Linked DNA regions of Canis lupus: region 1 is linked to region 2. The links are chromatin contacts, called in public Hi-C maps. All regions are on one chromosome and are shown on one strand. Each heading gives the region's core, a stretch centred on a gene start, on an enhancer-like site or on the middle of the called end of the contact. The rest is flanking DNA. Distances are from core to core; before and after follow the strand shown. Region 1 holds the start of SGPP1 (sphingosine-1-phosphate phosphatase 1). Region 2 holds the start of PPP2R5E (serine/threonine-protein phosphatase 2A 56 kDa regulatory subunit epsilon isoform).

The links. Hi-C and Micro-C count contacts between places; a contact is called where the count stands out from the background.
Region 1: a contact with region 2 is called in a Hi-C map of blood, with 2.5 times the contacts expected there. The contact joins the promoter of SGPP1 here to the promoter of PPP2R5E in region 2. A contact is called at or near these places in 2 of 9 Hi-C or Micro-C datasets (amygdala and blood).

Annotation. Positions count from the first base shown.
Region 1 is chr8:38,501,668-38,506,402 of UU_Cfam_GSD_1.0, reverse strand. It overlaps SGPP1 (sphingosine-1-phosphate phosphatase 1), which reads left to right and starts at 1,779. Exons shown (of 3, transcript XM_038544901.1): 1 at 1,779-2,506. The coding sequence starts at 1,811. It overlaps LOC111097071 (a long non-coding RNA gene), which reads right to left. Exons shown (of 3, transcript XR_005363383.1): 3 at 3,582-3,910.
Region 2 is chr8:38,362,408-38,367,608 of UU_Cfam_GSD_1.0, reverse strand. It overlaps PPP2R5E (serine/threonine-protein phosphatase 2A 56 kDa regulatory subunit epsilon isoform), which reads left to right and starts at 3,034. Exons shown (of 14, transcript XM_038544899.1): 1 at 3,034-3,285. It overlaps LOC119872868 (a long non-coding RNA gene), which reads right to left and starts at 3,559. Exons shown (of 3, transcript XR_005363386.1): 1 at 3,453-3,559.

The sequences.
Region 1 (4,735 bases), core at 530-3,029, 140 kb before region 2:
ATAGCATAACACCCAGTGCTCATCCCACCAAGTGCCCCCTCAGTGCCCATCACCCAACCCATCCCCCTGCCCACCTCCCCTTCCACCAGCCTTTGTTCGTTTCCCAGAGCTAGGTGTCTCTCATGTGCTGTCACCCTCACTGATACTTTCACTCTTAGTTACCTTTCTAAAGCACACAGTTCTGATGGTGTCACTCCCTAGGTTCAAAGCCTTCCATGGCTCCCCACTGCCTACAGAACAAAATCTCCAGCTTGACATTCAAGGTCTTTGCAGTCTTGTCCCACGCCCTCTTTCTAACCCCATTCCAACCACTGACTCTTCCTACTCTGATTCTATGGGCTATGGTTAACCAAACACATCTTTGTACGTTCCCATTCCGTCTTGATTCATCTTCTCTCCTCCTCAGTGTGTCCGCCTATTCTCATCTTGCTCTCTAACAATGGTCTTAACTCAAGAGGGCCCCTTTTTTACCTTTCCTGTGTCCCTAGTCAATTTGGCTCTTCTCCTTCCCAGAGCGTGTTTGCTGAGGTCTCCAGTTTAGCATTTACCATCTGCTACCTGGGTCTCTCATTTATACTGTGAGCCAACTTTAAGACAAGGAGGATGATTTACTCACAGCCTAGCAAGTGGAGTGGGAGGAGGAGACTAACTCTCCGAAGGAAAATATTTCTAATGACACCGGAGGGGAAATTTCCAGCGTGTTCCTTGGAAGAGGTTCAAATTCTTTAATTACAGACCTCCTCCTTACCTGAAGCAACTTCCTGGAATTAGAGCTCCGAGGCCTTCTAATACGAACTCTACATTTTCTAGAAGTCAAGTCTGTAACTTGTGAGGCATGCAAGCCAAGCCTCTACATCAGCCTCATCAAGCTCAAAAAAAAAAAACCCAAAAAGCCTACACGCTGCTTTCAGCCACCAATTGCATTTCCCGCGCGCAACCCCACTAGCTAGTAGAATTCTTGAAAGGGGGATCCCACGCTGGCGTCCCGCGCGGCTGTGCCGTGGGGTCTGACGTTGGGCAGCCTCCCGCCGCGGGACCTGCACGGGGCCGGCCACGGGGTCCGCCGGCGCGCGGCGTCAGGACCCGAACCGCCAGCGCAGCCCCGAGGTGCCCGAGGCCGGCGATCCCGAGCCCACGGTGGTTATTCCGCCTTCAGTCGCCGGTACCGTGTGCGTGCGGGCCGGGAGCCCGTCCCGTGCTCCGCCGCTCGCACCGCCCGCACCTCGTTCGCGGCCTCTCGGGGCCGACGCTCGGTCAGAGGGGAGCCCCGCACCTCAGCCGGAGGGAGGCGGGGGAGGGGCCGGGCGCCGCGACGCCCGCTGGAGGCCGAGGCGAACGTCTCCCGGCGGCCGCCCCGCCGAGCCTCAGCGCCCAGACGCCTCCGGATGCGCTCCGGGCGGCCCCTCGCGGCCGGGCCCCCTCTCCCGGCGGCAGCGGGCGGGGGCGGGGCGGGGGCGGGGCTCTGCGCGCGCCGGCGCGTGGAGGCCGCGGGCGGGGGCGGAGCGCGCGCGGGAGGGGAGGGGAGGGGAGGGGAGAGGAGAGGAGGGGGCGCGGGGGCGCGCGCGGCCGTCCGGGGAGGGGGAGGGGGAGGGGTCCGGGGCGGGGGCGGGGGCGGGGGCGCGCGCGGCGGCCGCTGCGGCCTGAGGCGCCGTCGCCGGGCAGAGCCGACCGGGTGCCGCTGGGCGCCGCTGCCACTGGCCCGCCCGGCGCGCGGGGACGGCTCGGGACTGCGCCGGGGCCGGCCCGCCGTGCACGCCGCCGCCGCCGCCGCCGCCGTCCGCCCGTCCGCGGGCCGCCGGGTCCCGTTATCATGTCGCTGAGGCAGCGCCTGACCCAGCTGGCGGGCCGTCTGCAGGAGCCGCAGAAAGTGGCCCGTTTCCAGCGGCTGTGCGGGGTGGAAGCGCTTCCGCGCCGATCCGCCGGGCCCGCCGCCGCTCAGGGGGAGGATGAGAAGGCAGAGGCGCCCCTCGCCCGCGGCGTCCGGCGCCGGGAGCCGCAGCTGGGGGCGTCCGCAGGCCCCCAGCCGCCCGGCGGCGGCCGCAATCAGTGTCCGGCCAAGCCCGGCGGCCGCGGCGCCCCCAACGGCGTGCGGAACGGGCTGGCGAGCGAGCTGGGCCCGGCCTCGCCGCGGCGCGTGGGCGCCCTGCGCCGCAACTCGCTGACGGACGAGGAGGGCGAGCTGGCCCACGTGAGCAACTGGCCGCTCTACTACCTGTTCTGCCTCGGCACGGAGCTGGGCAACGAGCTCTTTTACATCCTGTTCTTCCCCTTCTGGATCTGGAACCTGGACGCCCTGGTGGGCCGGCGGCTGGTGGTCATCTGGGTGCTGGTCATGTACCTGGGCCAGTGCACCAAGGACGTCATCCGCTGGCCGCGGCCCGCCTCGCCGCCCGTGGTCAAGTTGGAGGTCTTCTACAACTCCGAGTACAGCATGCCCTCCACCCACGCCATGTCCGGCACCGCCATCCCCATCGCCATGGTCCTGCTCACCTACGGCCGCTGGCAGGTAAGGGCGGGGCCCGGGGGAGCGCTCCTCACTGCCCGCAGTTGTTTTAAATTGCCCGTTTCCCTCCCAAACCTCGCCTTCCACCGGTCTTCACAGTTCCCCGCCAACGGGCCCTCTCTAGGTCTCAAACAATTAAGTCGTCGGGGGGACACAGAGACTCAGCTGTCAAACTATATTCTTTTATAGCAGTGCCTTTCTTAGAACCCAAAGGAAACGCTGCTGGTGGGCTGGCATTATCATTGGGCTTTGGTTTTGTGAATGGTTTTAATTCCTGTGATGCACCGAATATAACTAATTAATTGTTCTTATATTTTAATCGTTCGGTAACGAAGACCCAGTTTCACCATAATATACAGTGCCTTCCCCCAAACTAATTCTCTTTCCGCCTCGGGAAAAGTCTTTAGCTTTACTCAGGGAACAATGTTTGTAAAACCTTAGTGTAAATTCCAAAACAAATATGGTCGTCCGAGGCAATGAAGTAATGAATTTTAAACGAAAGTCACTGTTTATGAAAGTTAATGGAACACTGCCCGAGTTGTCTTTTTAAGGGGTGTGGTTGCTAATTTGCTAATAGACACAAAGTTTAATTATCTTCTGAATCACTGATCTGTAGTGTCAGTTGTTGAGCTACTCTAGGATTATTGTTGCATTCACTTTAAAAATGCATCCTTTTTTTTTTTTTAAGATTTTATTTATTTATTCATGATAGACACGGAGAGAGAGAGAGAGGCAGAGACACAGGCAGAGGGAGAAGCAGGCTCCATGCAGGGAGCCCGACGCGGGCCTCGATCCCGGGTCTCGAGGATCACGCCCTGGGCTGAAGGCGGCGCCAAACCGATGAGCCACCCGGGCTGCCCTAAAAATGCATACTTTTAAAGTCTTTCTTAAAATTAGGGTTCTTGGTCAGACTAGTAGGTCTGTAAAAATGACATGTGTGATAGATAGCAGGGCCAGGCTGACAATCAGGGATGAGTTTCTAATGCTAAACATTTAGTATTTTGCCTACTTTTTTGGCCTCCCATTTTTTTTACTTTTTCATGGTCTATAAATTTTACTTGGGTCTGAAAACTAATTCTTTTCTATGGAAGCAAAATTGATGCTTAAACTGATGTCTTGTTTTGTTTTTTTTTTTAATGGTAAGGAGCTTTGTTCCTCCTGCAGACCAGTCCCTTAATTTAAGAATTAAGTTAGTAATTATGGACAATCTAAAGAATCAGACTTATTCGATTTTTTTTTTCATTAGAGCACAAAATCCTCTTACATTGAGAAATACTCAATTCTGTGTAAAACTCCATTCAGATAAACTTACTTTTTCCAGATTCAATTCCAGTATAGATAAAGTCTTGGTCCCTATGGGCACTTCTGTGCAGCACCTCTCTCTCACAATAACATGGAAAACACATACTGTGCAGAGTAAGAATGACAGAATTACTAGGGGAGAGTACCATGGACAGTTTTGTTCTTTCCTATTTAGCCAAAGGAGATAGAGATGATACTCAGATTATAAAGTAGTACTGCCATTTTTGCATGATAGATAAAGATCTTAAATTTTATAATCTAAATAGTTCAGATTTAAGATTGTCATTGAGTTACTTTCGGCATGGTATTTACTAGTTAGCTAATGATGTTTCTCTTATTTTTATGAGACTTTCAGGATTCCATTACTTTAGGGCCTTTTAGAACTCCTCAACGAGTAGCTATGTTGCATGCTGTTAATATTAGCAGTCCAAGTAAGAGAAAAGAGTTATTTTTTGCTCATCATTTAGTCAGAACACATGCTAACAGGAAGTCTGAAAACTACTGCTGATCATTTATGGATTGTAGATATTAGTATTCTGACATTCAGGGTTATTTGAATTGTCAGAATAAGCTTACATCATAGTTTTTGAATAATCTAGTATATTTAAATCAAAGTCTGAGCAATTTGTAGATCTCAATTTTAGACATTGAGCTAGATGAGACTTTAGAAATCACTTAGTCTCAAGCTATTTTACAGATGTGGAAACTGACCTATTAGAATTAATCTTATAACATTAGGTTCAATTTCTTATTTTATATTTTTTTACTCTAAATTTGAGTAAGCTTCTAAATTTGAATACTTGTTTGTCTTTCGGTTAGCTGGTAGAGAAGAAAGGCTCCCTTGTATGGAAGTTCTGTTTATAAATGTTTATAATAATCTAGTATAAAAACTAAAATGACTTTTTTAACCTTTTTACTTCTTAAAAAAGA
Region 2 (5,201 bases), core at 1,785-4,284:
GTGGTTTTTTTTTGCAAAGGACCTTGGTAAAGTTGTCTATTTTCTACAGGTTAGTTTAATTAAACCTAGATAATACCATCAGTAAATCTACTTAGTTGAACCCATCAGATTCACTGTTGACAGGGACTGACTGAGTAGGACTGCCACTGCCCACCCCCTGGAAATGGGTAACTTCCACTTCTCCTTGAGGACATCTCCTATGCTGTTGTAGGCCAAGAGAGGAGTCCATGAACTGAGTGTGGGTCACCTATTCTGCATCTAAAATATTAATTGATCTTAATGACTATTTTTCAATTAGAATGAAGCATAAGCAGATGTCCTCATATTTTATTCTTCTGCATTCCAAATGGATTGCCCTGTACTATTCCTGGAACGTATACAACCCTGGCGTGTGTGGACTTCCTTTAGAAAATATTGTCCAAGGAACAATTTCTCACATAGGCAAGGATGTTCCCATTTTAAAAGATCTGCTCATTTCAGTTACTCAGCCATTTTATAGAAAATGAAAGTCTTGAAATGAATTCTTTATAGAGATCCATAATTTTCAAGCAAAATCCCCACTCTGCAAAATGTGAAATGTTCTAAGCAACAGCTGTGAGCATTTCAAACGTGCAGTACTCTTTGACGGTCCAACTGTTGCCAAGGGAAATGGAGCTGGCTTTAAAATTTTCCTTGGTTTTAATTCTGCATTTCCCTCAATCAGAGATTGAGCAAAAAAGTTCTGCATGGCTGGGACACTGAACTTTTCATGAAGACTGGCATATGAAATCGAGATTAAAAAAATGTAGTTTCTTGAAGGTAGGAAGGATGGTATCCTAGCCATTCTTTTAATAAAGCCTAGTGATGAACTTTGCAAAGCAAAAATGGGCGCTATCTATACAATGGCCAATCATTTGGAGTCAATGCTGGGGGAGACTGCTTCCACCTAAGAAAGCCATCTTTTCTTGTCCCCCACCCCCCCCCTTTTTAAAAAAGATTTTATTTATTTATTCATGAGAGACACAGAGAGAGGCAGGGACATAGGCAGAGGGAGAAGCAGGCTCCCTGTGGGGTCCTGATGTGGGACTCCATCCCTGGATCCTGGGATCATGACCTGAGCCAAAGGCAGCCACTTCATCACTGAGCCACCCAGGTACCCACCCCTTTCATTAGTTCCAAATGGATTTTTAAAAAAATCTTTCATGGCACAGAATTTTTTTTTTCCCCCTCTCAAGATCCACTTATGGGAGTGTGGATAAAAATATGCAACACCTGAGTGTTAACACAAAGAAGAAATGCATTTTTGGGGGTTACCTCTATGTATGGTACATAGTTTTATTTCCTAACGGTATAGAAAACATGATATAATGGTGAGGGAGGTAAACTAGGCTACAGAACACACACGATATTAAAGGGAAAAGAATACTGGACGGAAGTACACCAAAATGCTAACTAATAGCGGTTATCTCTGAATTGATGGATTCTAATTTTTTTTTTTCGTCTTCCAAGTTTTTAACAACTGGAGACCTGACGTTTGTGGTTAACATTAAGAATTTCTTTCTCCCTCTCCCGAGCCCCCTCCCCACCCCACCCCCCAACCCCGGTCCCCCAAAGAGACGTGCCTAGCGTACATTCAGATAGAATGACAGTCCCAATAACATCCTCTGGAAATTGCATCATATGGATTTGGGCTCACCAAGGACGTTAAACACATCTCAGATAGTTCATTACTTGATCTAGCTAGAGTTGAGTCCAGTCTTCTCCAAAAACTGCTTCGGACCCAACCTGCCCACTAAAACCTCACACGGTCCTGCAGCCTGAGCTCTTGTGCAGCCGAGGGCCCGCGCGTGTGATCCGGAGACATGATCGCAGAGCGCGGGGGACAGGGTTCCCACCTGCGTGAGCTACGCTGGTCTGGCCCCTAGCAAGGCTTGCAAGGAGGTTCAGGGAGCTGATACTCAAAGCAGAGGTTTAGGTAACAGGAGACGAGGCGAGACAGCATCCCGGGCGATACGCAGCCCTCGGCCCGGGCCCAGAGGCCCAGCGGCCCAGCGGCCCAGCGGCCCAGCGGGGCTGCCGGGGGTTCCACAGCGAGCTGCAAGGGGCCGCTGTACACAAACAGGGGCGCGCGGGCGGGAGGTCGTCTCCCTCGCGGCGCTCCTTTCAGCGCCGGTACGTCCTGAGGCGGACTCCTCAAGCCCAGGAGGGCAGCCTCGCCCCGGAAGGGGGCGAACCCAAGGCCCCGGGGGCTCCCCCACCTCTAGCCGACCCTCGCCCCCGGAATCCTCGGGCGGAAGACGGCCGCTGCCCAGCGGAGCCGCACTGCGCGGAAGCCCGGCCATCCCGTGGATGCGTCGCTCGCACGCCCCGCGGCTCTCGCAGGAGCTCCTCAGAGGCCTAGCGGCCGCGGCGCGCCCCTCTTCAGCCGACCCAGCCGCCGGGCGGAAGCTGCGGCGGCGCGGCCGGCGAGCGCGGCTGCATCCGGGTCCTTCTCGCCTCAGCCCAATCCTCGGCCTCGTCTCTTCCCACCCTCCGGTTTCTCCGCCCCCCCGCCGCCAATCCCTGATCGGCTCTCAGTCGAACCTGCTGGCAGGGGAGTGAAGGCGGACGGGGGCCAATGAGGCCTCGCTTCCCGTTTGAAGCCTCCAATGAGTGGGCGCCGGAGGCGGGCGCTGCTGGCCAGAAGGTTCGGTTGCGCGTGTGCCATGGACTCAGCCGCCCGGTGATATTGACAATAGGAGAGAGAAAGGGGCATTGACGGGGACCCACCGCGGGTACCAAAGGGCGGCTCTGGCAGCGGCGGCTCCAGCTCCAGCGGCTCCTCCTCCTTCTCCTTCCTTCTCCCGCTGCCGCTGCGGATCCGGTCTTCCTCCCTCCCTTCCCCCCCGCCCCACGTCGCCGCCGCCGCCGCCGCCGCCGCCGCCGGGTCCGGGGCAACGAGCAGAGGCGCCGCCCGCCGGGAATGTGAGCGAGGAGCCACCGGCGGAGCCGCAACGGGGTCGGTGCCGATTTGATGGGACGGGCCCGCGGGGGAGGGTCGTGAGGCCGCCGCCGCCGCCGTCGCCGCCGCCGGAGCGCTGAGCTTCAGGTCCGGCCGTGAGGCCTAGAGGCGCCGCCGCCGCCGCCGCCGCCGCGGAACCGGAGGGACGCCGCGCCGGACAGCCGTCGCCCCGGGCTCCCTGCCGCTGTCCGGACCGCCCCCCGCACGTCGCGGCCCCGCCACCTGTCCCCGCCGCGGCCCTCACGCCGTTCTCCCGCCCCTCGAAACCACAGATCATCTTCGGATTCTTCCCCAGAAGCTTCAAGGTAACTTCGTCCCTCCAGCATCTCGGCTTGCCCGCTCCCCTTGCTCTTCCCCGTCCTCCCGAGGAGGCTGCAGGACACCGGCCTCGGGAAGGCCTGGCCGGGGCACGCGAGGGGTGCGGTGGGGTGGGTGTGGGAGAGGAAGAGCCCGTCCCACTTGTCTGATTTACCTGCAAATGCTTCTGACGATGCCTCTCTTTCACTCTGCCCGTCTCCTCCCCCCCCCCCCCATCTTCCGGCATCGGAGGCAGATTCTTGTCCCCCTTTATCCACTGACGGGGACGGGGGTGGGGGGTGGGGGGGGGAGGAAGCCGGTGGGGGGGGGTTGGTGTAGTGAGCAGGATTCTGTAACAGCTTATCTTCTCCAGGGCTTTGGGGGGTGGGGTGGGGTGGGGTGGGAGCAAAGGGAGTATGTCAGCATCCCTACAGACCAACCCATTCCCTGTCTCTCTCCTCCACCCCAGTAACCCCCTTGGATTACCCCGAACCTTGGAAATACCCCGTGCCCGCTGCTTAGACGATGATAAAGCTTCGGGCGTCCCGGTCCAGGGCGAAACCTGTTTCCCCGGGCTTTGCACGGACCCACTGCTACTGCAAGTTCAGTTCTGCAGCGCTTTAGGGTTGAGATGCTTGACGTTTATTCTGGGCCGCGGGCAGAAGGGGCAAATGATGTTAAAAAAAAAAAAAAAAAGAAAAATGCTAGCAATAAATCATCTTTAGAAATGGGAGATGAGGAATAAAGAAGAGACAAAAAGAGTGATGGAAGAACAGGATTTACCGAAATCTTGCGTTGTTAGGGTTAAATGAAATCGAAATAATTCACATACCACATTGGAAAAGCTGCCTCTAAATTTACAACATACAAATGTGATGTGGAGCTTCTTGCTGATGCAGTCATTGTGAAAAATTTTAACTGATCTTACTTCTTCTATAGTCATTCATAGTTTGCAATTCCATTTTGAGTCTGTCATATTTTTTTTAAGGCTAAATTAGGTAGATTTTTAAAAACCTAAATTTTTTTTTTTTTTTTTTTTTTTTTTTTTTTTTTTTAAGGAGAACCAAACAAAACTTCAAAATTCCAAATGTCAAGATTCTGGGTTTTGATTTTTTTAGTTTATCTTTTTCTGTTTTTTACTGTGTCGGAATCTGGATAATCCAGATAATGTTTTATTCTTGCATGTTCAAGAAGAAACTCACTTACCTTTTAATTTAGAGGTTAAACAGCCCTTATGTATTGGAATGACAGGTGAGTAATTGCATTTCAGTATTTCCCCCATATGCATTATTTTTATTCAGGTCTGCCATTAATCTTGCTTGGAGCCTCCGTGCCATGGAAATGATGGCATCTGTTTAAATTGAAATTGAGCTCAAGACTTGTTACTTTTTAGGAACTAGCCTTCATTTTAATAATTTGAGAGGGATAACAAAATCTGAAAGAACTGTTCTATCAGTTTGAGGGAATGAAAATTAATATTTGACTATGAACTTGAACTCAACTTGGCTGTCTAACTAGTTTGTGAATTTGTGTTTTCATTTCAACTTTGGTGCAAGATTTCATCATAATTAATGACTTAAGATGGCTTCATTCAAAAAGAAGACTTCTTTGAAATGCTCTTAATTATGCCTTTTATGTGTTCTGTTTAAAGTAATCTAACCTGTCCTCATTGGTGGTGTGGTATAGTTTATCATAGCTAACACAGCACATTGCATTAAAAGTCATGCCTGGGTAGTTTTAGTAGTTGTAAATTTCACCTTGCTGTGGTAGATTGGTGTAGATTCTAAAAGTACAATAAGAGTTTTAACTCCAGAGCCCATTTGTAATATTAAATATCTTGGGAAAATGTATTGATGGAAGTTTTCCAGTGGTAGAATAGTTCCAAAATTAGTTCAGGAATCTCAAGATGAGAAGAGCCATGCAG